Regions from separate parts of the Canis lupus genome. Here region 2 is linked to region 1. The links are chromatin contacts, called in public Hi-C maps. All regions are on one chromosome and are shown on one strand. The core of a region is the stretch at or near the end of the contact, and the rest is flanking DNA. Distances in the headings are between cores, read along the strand shown. Region 1 holds the start of ROCK1 (rho-associated protein kinase 1). Region 2 holds the start of USP14 (ubiquitin carboxyl-terminal hydrolase 14).

Region 1 (7,154 bases), core at 4,217-6,716:
TCAACTAACACTGGTTCCCTTCTTCCCTCCATTCTACCCACTACTGCTACATCTCTAACAGCTAAACAAAAACTAGAAAAAAATGTTATGCTCTAAACTGGCATCCTGAAGTAGTATGCTCAACATGCTAAAGGCAAGATAGCTATATTTTTAAGAAATGTACCTCACCCTTCAAGACAAATACACATCTAATGTTCCCACCCAGCTATCTTTGTTTTTCTTTTTTAATTTACAAATCAGGGCAGCCCGGGTGGTTCAGCGGTTCAGCGCCCGCCTTCAGCCCAGGGGATGATCCTAGAGACCTGGGTTCGAGTCCCACGTCAGGCTCCCTGCATGGAGCCTGCTTCTTCCTCTGCCTGTGTCTCTGCCTCTCTCTCTCTCTCTCTCTCTCTCTCTGTCTCTCATGAATAAATGAATAAAATCTTTAAATATAATAATTTACAAATCATATGCATTTTTTCCTCTGGAAATTTAGACTTAATTAAACTCTAGACCTTACTGTATTCAGTATTGAGAAATTGTTAGTAGGTCCTAGATAAAATAATTTTAAGCTTAAAACGAAAGGCAGTGAAAAGGAAAACAGCTCATGATAATCACTATAAACTGTAACATGGACAATAAGGGAACCATTTAGACACTGAAAACAATGTGACTTATAGAAAACCAAGGTTGAGTGATATGGATGATATAGAAAATAAGTGTATAGTTACCATAATATTAGTATCTGCAGACTCTTTTAGCATTTATATTTGCAATATGAAAAATACACTTATCTAGTTCTTAAATTATATGAGAAAAGGTTAGAAAGCCACTATCAGGGCTTCTTCCAGCTACATTATTTTATAACTACTAATATTTATCATTAGGATCTCAACACAAAAGATTCTTTTGTGGAAAGATGGTTTAAAAAAGATCTGCCAGTCAGGTCATAATCTTAGGGTCATACGGGGGAACCCTACATTGGGTTCCTTCCATGCTGTCTCCCTCTGCCCCTTGCCCTGCTCACATGTTCTCACTCTCCCTCTCAAACAAATAAAATTTTTTTAAAAGAGAGAGGGGCACCTGGGTGGCTCAGTGGTTGAGCATATGCCTTTGACTCAGGTCATGATGCCAGGCTCCTTGGATCAAGTCCCATGCCAGGCTCCCCCCAACGTGGGAGGCCTGATTCTCCCTCTATGTCTCTCATGAATAAATAAAATCATTTTTTAAAAAAAGAGAGAGAGGATGTACAGCCGACTGACAGCAGACTCTTCTGAAACCAAAAGTTTCTGGAACTTTCATTTCTGAAGAGTAGATCTACTTAAGTAAGTGCAGAACAAACTTTATCTTTTGATATTACCAAAAAAAACCTAGAACTTGACTGCTGCACATGGTACATATAATACATACTCAGTATGTATCAATTAAGTAAATCATCAATGGCCAAAATAATAAAGAAAAGCAGTCAATTTAAAAGGAGTATCATGCCTACAAGAGATATCCAAAGTCCAGACAGGAAAGAGTAAGAGACTCACTGAAAAAAAGGTGAAGTTGCCCGATGGGTCATTCTGAATGGTAGAATGAATGGTTAATGATAAACATAAAACACCATGCAAAAAAAAAAAAAAAAAAAAAAAAAATTAAGGCTAGACACTACAAAACCAAAAAAAAACTTTTATCTCCAAAAAAAAATATTCAATCCTTATCAAGTTCCATTTAATATGGTAATAAAATTTCAACAGCTATCAGTAAACAATTATGGAACCAAATAGAAAAGAGGGCCAAGAATTTAAGATTACATGGGGCAAAAAATCTGTTGACTATTTCTCAAAATGTTCTTTCACAACTCTTGACTCCAAGATACCTGGCTGTCCTAACCCTGAAAAGGCCCTGATTGCCAACTTTCTTGACTCTTCCTCTTTGTTCAACTTTCATCTCTTACCCTTTATCGTTTTATCAGTTTCAACTTGCACTTCTGTGCAAATGATTTCCAAATTGTTATCTTTATGAGCTCAGTTTCCTATCTCCAATAGTCTACTGGTCATTTCTTTGTGGTTGTCCCACTATCCTCTAAAATACAACCTGAAATTGAACTTCTCTGTTGCTTGTTCTTCCCAAGAGATTTCCAAACCTGACTTTGCTTTTCAACAGTCTCCCTATAAGCTAGCTTCAAATTTTTTAGCATCATCTATTTTCTCTCACTTTGGTTCCCCCTTCTCCCCAGCCCTGCCAATCAAGTTCCATCAATTCTTCCTTTCCCATTTTAATGCGCCAGTTTGGGGCTTCAATAATTCCTGGACTATTAATTTGTTAAGAAGTCCCCAGTCTCATCCCATCTCCAATCTCTTTTCACACACCCTATCCTGCATATAACTACCAGATTCACCTTCATTCATCCTGGCACAGTGCTGTTTACAAATATTTAATAGCTACAATATACTGAAGAAAATCTAAATTCCCGTAACCAACAATCAAATCTTCCACATTCTAACCCCAATCTATGTTTCCATCTTTATCTTGTTCCCCTAAACATGTCATAGCCAATCACATCCTCACCCTCCATTCATGTTATCCTCTACTCCTCCTCTGAACATCCTCTAAACCTATCCACTCATCATAAAGCATACTCCCGCCCTCTGAACACACAGCAATTTCTTCTTTTCAATAACCAAGAACGTGCATCACCTACACCAATCATTTGAAATCTATCACACATTTTTTCAGTGTGTAAAGTGTTTTCCTTTGTTTCTGTGTGCATATTTAAGATTAGGTCTTGTTTTCCTAAATAGATTGGACTTTCAAGTAAAGAGTCCATGACCTGGGCAGCCCGGGTGGCTCAGCGGTTTAGTGCCTTCAGCCCAGGGCGTGATCCTGGAGACCTGGGATCGGGTCCCATGTCAGGCTCCCTGCATGGAGCCTGCTTCTCCCTCTGCCTGTGTCTCTGCCTCTCTCTGTGTCACCAATAAATAAATAAAATCTTAAAAAATAAATAAAATTTTAAAAAAAGAGTCCATGACCTATATTCGTATCTTCCACATTTCAATAGGCAACTAAGGCAAGAGGTTACATGACAACTTAAAAAAAAAAAAAAAGAGCTACTAAACACCCCATACTGCTGTTTCATGGAGTAAGATCAAAAAGTAAAATAGAATCAAAGATACACGGAAATTGGGTAAATAATAAAAGACTTGGCTTTAAAAATGACAAATTCTTAGTAGAAAGATGTGTTCTAATTCCTTCCATTTCTGTCATTCAATAAAGTGTTTTAAATTGTATCAGGCATCCATCATCCTGTTTCTCAATATGAAGCGCATCCATAATGTGACATATTTCAAATATACAACCCACAAGACTCTACTTTCATAGTAAAGGATGTTTAGAGTAATTTTGAAAGTTTGGGGAGAAATTTTCTTGTATAACATTATACACTTAAAAATACACCCAGATATTTAGAATAACTGAAATACATGCTAATTTAAGATGATCTACATAATTTTCCAGAATCAACATGAGATTTTTAAATTATTTCTCTGAATGGCATTATTGTGTTCACTTAATCTTAATCCCAAATACCGTATATATCTAACATTTAATTTTCTGAGAGGGCTCTAAATAACTTCGTATACATACTCCCTGCAATTTTAGAGATTGTGGTTTTGTTTGAACTAAAACAGAATTATTATATAACTTTTAGTTGTTCAGTAAAGTAAAAGGAGAAACTCCCTTACAGAGTTTGCAACTATTAGTATCAGGGAAAATAGACAAAACTTACAAACCCTAATTATTTACAGATAATTGTAACCACTGAAGGATCTTTAAGAACTTGGCCTTTCATTTCATAAAAACTTCTTCAGAATCTTTTAAAAGTGACAATGGTAAGCACACCACCACCAAAAAAGGCAGTTATGATAAAATATCTGTGCGGTACTTTTGTGATCACCAATACTGTAAAAGAGTTAATAATGTGATGACCTATCTTCAGTTATCTTAGATCTTTACACTTAACAGTCCAGCAAAAAGTTCCTCCAGATTCAAATCACCTATGACATCTTGGCTCAAAAATCGCTTTCTCAATGTTGATTCTCCATTGTCACTTCCACGTCTAAAAACTAAACCCTTAGGAGCTGAATCTCTGTTAAGTGGAAAGCGTCTTTCCAGTATTGCTGTCAAACCGATCAAAAAGATTATTACTAAGATCGTCATTCAACAAACTGCGGAAATAACTGACAGTGTAACTTTTTACGTGATGCCTAAGTACCTTTTGTAGAATGATGAACTGAGTTCGAGCTAAAAGTTCAGAGAAGTTAGTACAGAGCCACTCCAACGATAAATAAGGCCACGGCATGAGATTTTAGTGGTGCTCCAAAGACGGTTCAGGAAAAACAGCAGATTTTGGTGTTTTTCCGAGAGTATGCACACCTGAAACTTTCTTTTGCAAATAACTAGATTGAAAGCAAGAGGAAGGCAAATACACGCAGAACCCCAGACTGGCAAAAGACGACAGTGCTACTCACCAGCAAACAATCCGAATTCACTTCTGATTTCGGATCCCGCAGCAGGTTGTCGATTTTTTCAAACCGAGCCTCAAAACTGTCCCCAGTCGACATGTTGCTGCTACTGTGACAATACCCTCGTACCAGCAGCACCAGCAGCGGAAAGCAGTTTCAACCAACTTCCTCCGGCGGTGGGTTCGCGACCGCGGGGCGGAGAAGCCGGAACCTCAGGGTCACCAGGTGCGCCCGGTTCCCCCTCCTCCCCCTCACTGAGGGGATCTCCGCTCCCCAGACCCCGGGCCGGGGGCAACGGCGACCCACAGCCGCTCCGACGCCCAAAGTCGCATCCCACCCGGCAGCCCCTTAACGACAGCCGACAGCGCCGTCGCCACCAGCCTCGCTGCTCCGGCTGGCGCTTCAGCCTAGCGGGCCCCAGCCGTCTTCGCCATGGAGAGTTCCCCGTCCCGAAGTGGGCAGGCGGTGGGAGAGAAAGAGCAGCAGGGTGGAGACTCCGCCGGCAGCAGGGGAGGGAGAAGAGGAAAGGCGAAAGCGAAGGGCGGGTGCGGAGCTGTGCCAGCTGCTGCCGCCTCTTGGGCCACGGGGCCCGACCCGCTCCGCTCAGAGGCGCCGTAGGCGGTCTAGCCCCGCATCCCCGGCTCTCCTCGGCGCGGCCCGACGCCCGGATCCGACCCTGCCAAGAGCTGCTCCCCGCGGGACAGCCTCACTCTCCCATTTTGTACCGTCGCTGCTGGGGCTGCTGCCGCGCTGTCCGGCGGGGCAGGGCGAGGTCGGCGCCCGATGGAGACTTAGGAGAGGAAAGGCTGGAGAGCGGGCGGCGGAGGAAGACGAGGCTCGGGTCCCGGCGGCTGCTGATGCGGGAACTTCTGGGAGGGGCTGCGTCCCCAGCTCTGGAGAGGGCGAGTCGCGGCAGCGAATGCCTGGGGGGGTGGGGCGAGGGGGGCCGTGAGGGACTAATATGTCCGCCTTCCTGTTCAAACAAACGGAGACCGCCGGCGCGGACTGCGCATGCGGGGCGCGGACGCTCGGAAGGAGAATCGGACTCGCGCCGCGCGCGCGAGCACGCCGGCGCCTTCGCAGGGCGGGGCGGGGCCGGGCCGGGCCAGGGGGCGGGGCCGGGCCGGGGGGGCGGGGCCGGGCCGGGGGGGCGGGGCGGAAGGCGGGGCGGAAGGCGGGGCGCGCCCGGGGCCTAGCGGGCGGACCGGGAGGGCTGGTAAGCAGGGAGGAGCCCACCGGGTGCGGCGGGAGGCACCGCCCTCACCCCGGCGGGATCTGAAGAGCCGAGTGGAGCTCTGGAGCTGTAGCAGAGGTCGAGGCGGGCTAGGCGAGGGTGGGGCGGGCAGGGGCGCCGAGCTCTTTCGGTCTCTGGTGGTCTCCTGGCAGCTGCCTCAACTGCCCTCCCTCTGGGCGGCTGCGGTCCAGAGCTCTCTGACCGGAAAGAGAGGGTGCTTGTTATTATTTTGCAAATAGGTTCTTTTTTAGGCAAGATGCCTTTTCACCGACAAGGCAGCGTTTTAGCATCAGCTAATGAGCTGGTTTTCTGTAGTATTTCACCGTCGGCCCTCCGGGAACACCACCACATTTAAACCGTCTGCGATTCCATGGGAAAATGACGAAGCCATGCAGTACTGAACCCTCCTAAGCCGAGCGTGTGTATCAGGGGAGCACTAAATACGGACTCCGGAAGAAATAGTCCGTAGAAATCAAGTTCAGTTTGCTTTTTTTTTTTTTTTTTTAAATCTCAGAATCAATATTTTAAGTTACTCCTACTAGTTCTTCCGCACCATTATTCACTCCCATTGTAGTTCTCTTCCTTTTTTTTTTTTTTTTTTAAGATTTTATTTATTCATGAGAGACACAGAGAAGGGGCGGGGACAGAGACAGAAGCAGGCTCCAGGCAGGGAGCCCCACGCGGGTCTCGATCCCGGGTCTCCAAGATCACGCCCTGGGCCGAAGGCAGGCGCTTAACCGCTGAGCCACCCAGGGATGCCCTGTAGTTCTCTTCTTGATGTGTGATCCTGCAAGTTCAGTGAAACCTAAAATTGTGATTTTAACAGAACCAATGTAGAATATGAAAATTATGAGCATTTCCTCTTAAGTCAATTGCTTCATTGACTGTGGTGTGAGAAGGTAAAGACTTGTTCAATCTGCTCATGTTCTTCACGGCTATCAGCGGGAAATCTACCTTATTTCTAATCAATCTTTAGTTTTGCTCATGGGTCAGATTAAAGATTGCTAGAAATAAAAAACGTGGACGTTTTACCCCACACTGGAAAATGCTACAGATGAACCAATTGTCTTTCTATGTAAAAAAAACATTGCATAGCATCTGAACAGTCCACTAACTTTGTGGTGTGAGTCAGAGGTTAGGAAAATGTTATATTGTTTGAAAAATGTCTATTCTATTTTCACCTTATTATATACAAGAAATATTTAGATGTAAAAACCACTGTATAAATCAAGATAGGAAGTAAGTCTTCACAAAAATCATAACAAAGACGACAACTAGACAAAATTCAGGTATTTTATTAAATGCTTTTGCAGTGACTTTTCTTGGCTCCAGTATTTTAAGCTGGTCATGTGAATTACATTTATTTTTAAGCATAGGGCTTAAAATAAATCTGGCAGTTGCCCGAAAATAAATTTCCTAAACTCTGCTTGTAC
Region 2 (6,902 bases), core at 1,661-4,160, 170 kb before region 1:
AGGCTGGGGGGAAGAGGATATGGAGAGTTATTGTTTTATGGGTACACAATTTCAGTGCAGGAACATGAACAAGTTCTGCAGGTGAATGCTGATGATGGTCACACAACAATATGAATGTACTTAATACCAAAAAATATAATTTTAAAATGCTTAAAATAGTACATTTTTTACGTATATTTTACCGTATAATTAAAATTCCAATCGGCATCATAAAATAGCTAACTTTTGAAATCCATAAAAATAAGTAAACACAATATACATAGCTCGTTTCCACTGAAAACTTCATATCTACTCAAATGAGAATCTCACAATTAGCTGTTTTCCTAATAACACCAAAATATGAAAAACTAATCCTTATTCCAAATCTCAATTCCTTCACTAGTTCAATTATTGTGTTTAGCACTCATTAAGCCCAGAACAAGCTCTAGGAAGACTCTATGAACTTAGATTCTAATAAGAGAGAAAAGGGGCAGAAAAGGTCAAAATAATTAACAATACAATATAAATATTATAAATGCCACAGGATCACAGTGGAATGCTTCATGAGTGAAGGATTCCCTGGAAGAAGTGGTAACTTTGGGTTCTAATTATCAACATTGAGTTGAGTCTTAAAAAAAAAAAAAAAATTAGCCACTTAAAATATAAGCATATCTGAAAAAGATAAGAAAAACATCAAAAGCATAAAACTGGATTATGTGTTCTGAGATTTGAGTAATTCCCCGAGGGGAGACAAAGAGGCTGAAACTGGAAGGTGGTCAAGGATCAAGTTAAGGAAGATAACAGAAGTCATGTTAAAATATACAGGAGGTTTTGGGCTTTGTGTTATAAAAATGCAAAATCTGTGAAAGGTTTTCATAAAGACCACCTTGGTCTGCTTTGCACATCAGATCACTCTTGTAACAGCTGGAAAATGGGTCTGAAGTGGGCACAACTGTAATTCTGAAATAAACTAGAACAGAGAATAACACGAGCAAGAGACTAAACCAAAAGAATATTAGATATAATGAAGAGGAACCTATCTGAAACTGATTTAGCTGTGTCACCATGAGCAAGTTACTGAAACTTTCTGCTTATCCATCAAAGAGACTTGTACCAGTATTATACCATTATGTTGAAGATTTAAAAAAAGCAACATGTATAAAAACACTAGCTTTGTGCCAGGTATACCAGGTGTTCACTTATTTTTACAGCACTTAACCATATACAGACCTATTTAATTCTCTGCTAAAACTCATGAAATGGTACCTGAAATACTCTCATTTTAATATAGGGGTTTTTGTAGAACCTGAAAACATAAATTCTCAATATGGAGAGGTCAAAGGAGGAAATCCTAAAAATCTACTCCAATTCTCTCATTTTGGAAATAAGGAAAAGATACGATTAAATATTTACGATAGAACTTAACGTTAAGATAGATAGTTTGGGGAATATAAGTATTTTTTGAGGGGAACAAAGAGAGGGGTTGGTGTTGTGAGTCCACCAGTGTGTTTAAGTCCAGCATACACTGGCATTTATTGCTATCAATTAATAACTCTTCCTTTCTACGTTGCGTAAATAGACTCTTTCAAAGTACCATTCTCCTGTTAATCGTGGCTTTAGAAAGGTTCAGCAATCATTAAAGTATTCAAGATTCTAGGCCATTAAGAATCCACCTCAAGATTAAACATTATTCCTTTGTTTCATATCCTTCTTTGGAAAAAGCTGAATCTTTCATAAAGGAATGATCATGGAGTTGGGTATGGCCAATGAATCACACGCCCACAGCGAACCGAAGTCACCACTTAGGTGCCATTTTGAGTAAGAATCAGCAACAGCAAGGTCCCTTCACTAGTGAAAATGTGATCGCTGGCCAGGAATACCTTGGGACTGCCTGAAGCAAAATAAAATAAAAACTGTCAATCGCCGTTTAAAAGGAAATGACGCCTGCAGGTATTTGTATTCCTCTAAGTCTGAAAGCTAACAGCACGCTTCAGGAGTGGAAACCCAATACACAACGTTTGAGGAAACGAAAACGAAGCAAGAAGTTCACGATCTACCTCTGGATAAAAACTGAAATTGGTACCACAAAAGGGGGTGTTTGAGCCAAAGGCGGCAAGGAGTAAGCTGTGGGGAGCTGGCTGAGGTAAACCCCAAGCACGACGGAGGAAGGCTAAGCTTCCATCCTCCCGTACCTCAGGCTTCCCCCTCCCTGACTCTCCCTCTCCGCAGCTACCACCGAGCCCGGGCCCGCCCCGGGGGCCTCCGGACACACCCTCACCTCCCCGGGCTCACCAGGACGGCGACAGAAACTATTCTGCAGAGTCACCACTCGCGGAGACGGACTCGCGCTCCCCATCCCCACTCCCGCCCACCCCGCCCAGAAGGGACAGCGGTCCCTCGAGCTGCGGAGCTCGCAAACAGCGGGCTGAGAGAAAGCGGCCAGGGTCGTCGCCACGCAGTCGCCTCCCACCAGGCCGGCCGGCCCCCTCCCCCGCCCCGTCCTCAGCCCGGTGCCAGCCCTGCAGGCCCGGCCTACTCGAGGCCTAGGCGCGGGACCGGACTGCAGGGTGAGGAAGGAGCTCACCGGAATAAAGCGGCATGGCGGCTCGAGAGGCGGCGGCGGCGGCGGCGGCGGCGGTGCAGGAAGGCTGGGCCTGGCAAGGGCGTCGAAGGGAAAGGGACGCGATGAAGCTGTGGCGGCGGCGACCGAGGCGGAGGCGCGGTGGTGGCGGCAGCACGGGTGCGACGAGTCTCATTCAAACCGGCCACTGCCGATGACGCAGCAACACGCAGTTTGCCCGCCCGCGGACCCACACGGCGGCTGCAGCCGAAGACCCGGCGCGGAGCAGGGCGAGGCGGGGCCTGGAGGGTGCGGGGCTGAGGGAGGTGGGAGGGAAGCCGCGCGAGGCGGCGGGCGGGCGGGCGGGCCGGGCGCGCGGCCCCTGCGCCAGTACAGGTGCGCGCCTGCGCAGTGCGGTGCGCTACGCTGCGCTGCGCTGACCGAGCCCACCGCGGAGGGGCCGGCCCTGCCCTGCCGCCCGCCCCGCTGGCCCCTGTGCCAGTGCGAACCTGGTACCCTGCAGCTGCCTTTTTTTTTTTTTTTTTAAGATTTTATCTATTTATTCATGAGAGACACAGAGAGAGAGAGAGGAGCACAGACACAGGCAGAGGGAGAAGCAGGCTCTGCAGGGAGCCCGACGTGGGACCCGATCCGGGGTCTCCAGGATCACGCCCTGGGCTGAAGGTGGCGCTAAACTGCTGAGCCACCCGGGCTGCCCTGCAGCTGCCTTTTAAAAAAGGAAAAAAATGTCTCTCTCTTCTTTTTTTGAAAGGGCTCGACTAGAGCCAGGCATTTTTTGTTTGTTTGTTAATATAGCCGGTGGAAGAGCCGAGAGAGGCCTTGCTCCGCCCCTCACCTGGTCAGTCTGCTTACGGATGAAGATTATCCAGCTCTCCCTTTCAGGGTTTTGTGACAATATGCGTGTCAAAAGGCGTTGAATACTGCAGAGACAGGCCTGCCCTGATTGTAATGTATTAGTGTTGTTTCTAACAACCGGTTGCGACCCTAGGTTGCATCTAGTAAGGTGGCAGGAAGAAAAATGCCCTGTGACAGGCGCGGGGACTTGCACTCAGCTGCCTTGGACCTGTTTCCCCAATCTGGGAAAAAGAGAGAATTCAACTGGATGGTTTCTGAAGCCTCTTCAGAGTCCAGGTTATCATGAGAGAAGTAAATCCAAGCATTCTAGATGAGAAGTAGAGCCTGTAAGTGAAAGGAGAGATTTCAGAGATTCAAGTCAAATTTGAGGTGCTTTCTTACCTTACAGAGGCTTTACAATGATTCCAAATGCCACAAAAGTTTTGAAGCTGTCCATATTTCAAGACGTAGATTGTCCCTATTTCAAAACGCTACAACCTGTTTGGAGACCCATTTCATGAATGTACATCAGGAGTCATACCCTTTGCTACTTCAAGACCTATCATGAGAATACGATCCAAAATGTGAGGGAAACAACACAATGATGCTGTAGAATATTTTTAAAGTGATATATTAAGTGGAAAGAGTATCAAATTTATTGAGCACTATGATTGCAGGTAATAAAATTAATGGTTATAGATTAAGACTTGTCTGAATCCGGTTGGTACTGGCTGTGTGACCTCTCAACTTCAGTTTCCTTCTCGATGAAACCAAGAATATTATCTATATTACAAGATTCTGACGAAGATTAAATAACCAACTGAACCACCCAGGTGCCCCAAACTTCCGTTTCTTTAATGTCTAGACTATAAACAGAAATCATCTAGTGGATACTCTGGAATTATTTGATGCTGTGAGAACTGGATGTGAGAGCAACCTATTTTTGACTTACTCATTCAATAGGTACTCAGAGTCTTCTAGAACAAGTCTGTCTTCAGCTCACACTGACCAACACTTCAGTAAAACTAACTTCTAGCCTTGAATTTAAGACAAATGGAACAGAGGGAGGATATGGCCCAGTGCTAGCAACTAAAAGGAAATGTCAAAGGAAATTTGTATAGCTAGCCTTCCCAAATCTCAGCAGGAATTATAGATGATAGCAGCCTTGCCCTGTATACCATATGTTGTTAAGCCCTGGTCTACATGTGTTTAATGCATGCAATCTTCTGCTTAAGGTTGACTTCTTTAAATAATGAATATATTAGTAATATCTTAACCAACATGTTTATAAATAAATAATGTCTGTAAAATGTAGCCAAGTATCAGAAAAGTTTTTAGTTGCTGAACTACCTGTGGTTTCGTGCTTAAAATACCCACTCCTCATCTGGCCAGTAGATATTTTATCTAATTTTAAGGTCTTTATTTAATGGTAATTCTTTCATACACACATAAGGCCTCCTCCTACAATTACCCTTTCTATCAAGTACTGTTCATTTAAATGTTTGGTCCTCTTATTCAACAAGTACATATTAAGTGCAGACACTCAATGTAAAATCTGCGAATACAAAGATGAATCAAAAGTCCTGCCCTCATTTGACTGAGAATCTACTAGGAATATTGAAATATGCACAGATTAGGGGGCACTTGGTTGGCTCAGTCAGTAGAGCATGTGACTCTTGATCTCGGGGTCATGAGTTCAAAGCTCATGTTGTGTATAAAGATTACTTAAAATCTTGAAAAAAAAGCAAGAAATATGCACAAATTAACTCCATGGCCCTCTGAATTAAAGCTCTTGGCTATAAACAATGGAAGGAATTTATTGGTAGAATATAGGGTAAGCTAATAGAATCGATAGGAAAACTTGTGAACCAAGCACAGATAATGGATGGGCACCAAGGGATATGGGCAGCAGGGAACATAGGTAAGGTCATGTCACAGAAACAGTCTGGCCACTCTTACCATCACTTCCATGAGTAATTTCTAATTCCTTGTCCACCTCAATCCCTCAAGATTCTGCGTCCTGATCAAGAATATATAATTAGCTAATGATGAGGAAAGGAGTGTCTGGCTCTGCCTCCCGTGTAGACATATTGGGGTATAGGACATTGGATGCCCCAAATGGAAGAGCTGTATATTTGTTTTCTATTGCTGCTTTAACAAATTATCACACATTTACTGGCTTAGGGCAACACAAATGTATCATCTTACTGTTCTGGCAGACAGAATTCAACAGTGGTCCCAATCTTAAGGTGTTAGCAAGACTGTGCTCTTTCCGAAAGCTCTAGGGGAGAATCCAGTTCTTACCTTTCCCAGATGCTAGAGGATGTCCACAGTCCTTGTCTTACTGCCCCTTCTAGCAACAGCATCCCTCCAAACCCTGCTTCCATCCTCATAGCTCTGCCCCGACTCTAATCCTCTGCCTCCCTCTTTATAAAGATGCTGTATTACATTGGTTGCACCTGGATAACCCAGGGTAATCTCATCTTAAAATCCTTAATCACATCTTCAAAGTTCCTTTTGGCATATAAGGTAACATATTCATGGGTTCAGGAGATTAGGACATGGATATCTTTGAGGAAGCATTATTCTGTCTACCATGGACTTCAAAAAAACCCCCACCCAAACCAGCAATATCTAACACACTTTCTGGTAGCATCTAAAATTTTTGTAGTCCTATGTTTTGTTTCCTCTATTAAATTATAAACTGGGGGATCCCTGGGTGGCTCAGCAGTTTGGCGCCTGCCTTTGGCCCAAGGCGCGATCCTGGAGTCCTGGGATCAAGTCCCGCGTCGAGCTCCCGGCATGGAGCCTGCTTCTCCCTCTGCCTGTGTCTCTGCCTCTCTCTCTCTCTCTCTCTCTCTCTGTCTATCATGAATAAATAAATAAATCTTTAAAAAAATAAAAATAAAAATAAATTTTAAACTGGTGGGGAAAAGCCCAGCCTTAAATAATTTGGGGATAAATATATATTATCCAAACTATTTATTTATATATAAATATATATTTATATACATAAAACCCAAATTATTTATGTATCTCATATATACATATATGATATTTTATATATTTGTATATATTTATACATATAAATATATCCTGGAACAGTACTTTGCCTGTAAAATGTGTTCAATAAGTGTTTCCTAAATGAATGCATGCCCTATTTTGGGATCAACAGATGAGGCCAATTATATTACGGTGACTTCTATGCTACTATAACAAAGAGGTCCCAAAATTCAATAGCTCAAAGAAGATAACAGTTTATGGAAAAGTGAGGGGAAAGCTCTACTTCATGAGGTTGTTCAAAGACAACATTCCACCCATGAAGTTCTACTACCCCCCAAAGCAAAGTTTAATGCAAATGTAAATCACCTGAGATCTTCTTAAAATGCAGATTCTGATTCAGTAGGTCCTGGATGAAATTTAAGACACTAACAAGCTTTCAGGAAATCACCAGTTTGAGTAATAAGGCGTTAAGGGACTTGTCTTTTTTTACTTGGTTGAAGATGGA

Evidence for each region. A called contact is a pair of places that touch in the nucleus more often than the background predicts.
Region 2: a Hi-C map of blood shows a contact between it and region 1, with 1.9 times the contacts expected there. The contact joins the promoter of USP14 here to the promoter of ROCK1 in region 1. A contact is called at or near these places in 2 of 9 Hi-C or Micro-C datasets (amygdala and blood).

What each region holds. Positions count from the first base shown.
Region 1 is chr7:66,916,257-66,923,410 of UU_Cfam_GSD_1.0, reverse strand. ROCK1 (rho-associated protein kinase 1) reads right to left here and starts at 5,466. Exons shown (of 33, transcript XM_038543695.1): 1 at 4,494-5,466. The coding sequence starts at 4,586.
Region 2 is chr7:67,087,126-67,094,027 of UU_Cfam_GSD_1.0, reverse strand. It overlaps USP14 (ubiquitin carboxyl-terminal hydrolase 14), which reads right to left and starts at 2,910. Exons shown (of 15, transcript XM_038543699.1): 1 at 2,564-2,910. The coding sequence starts at 2,735.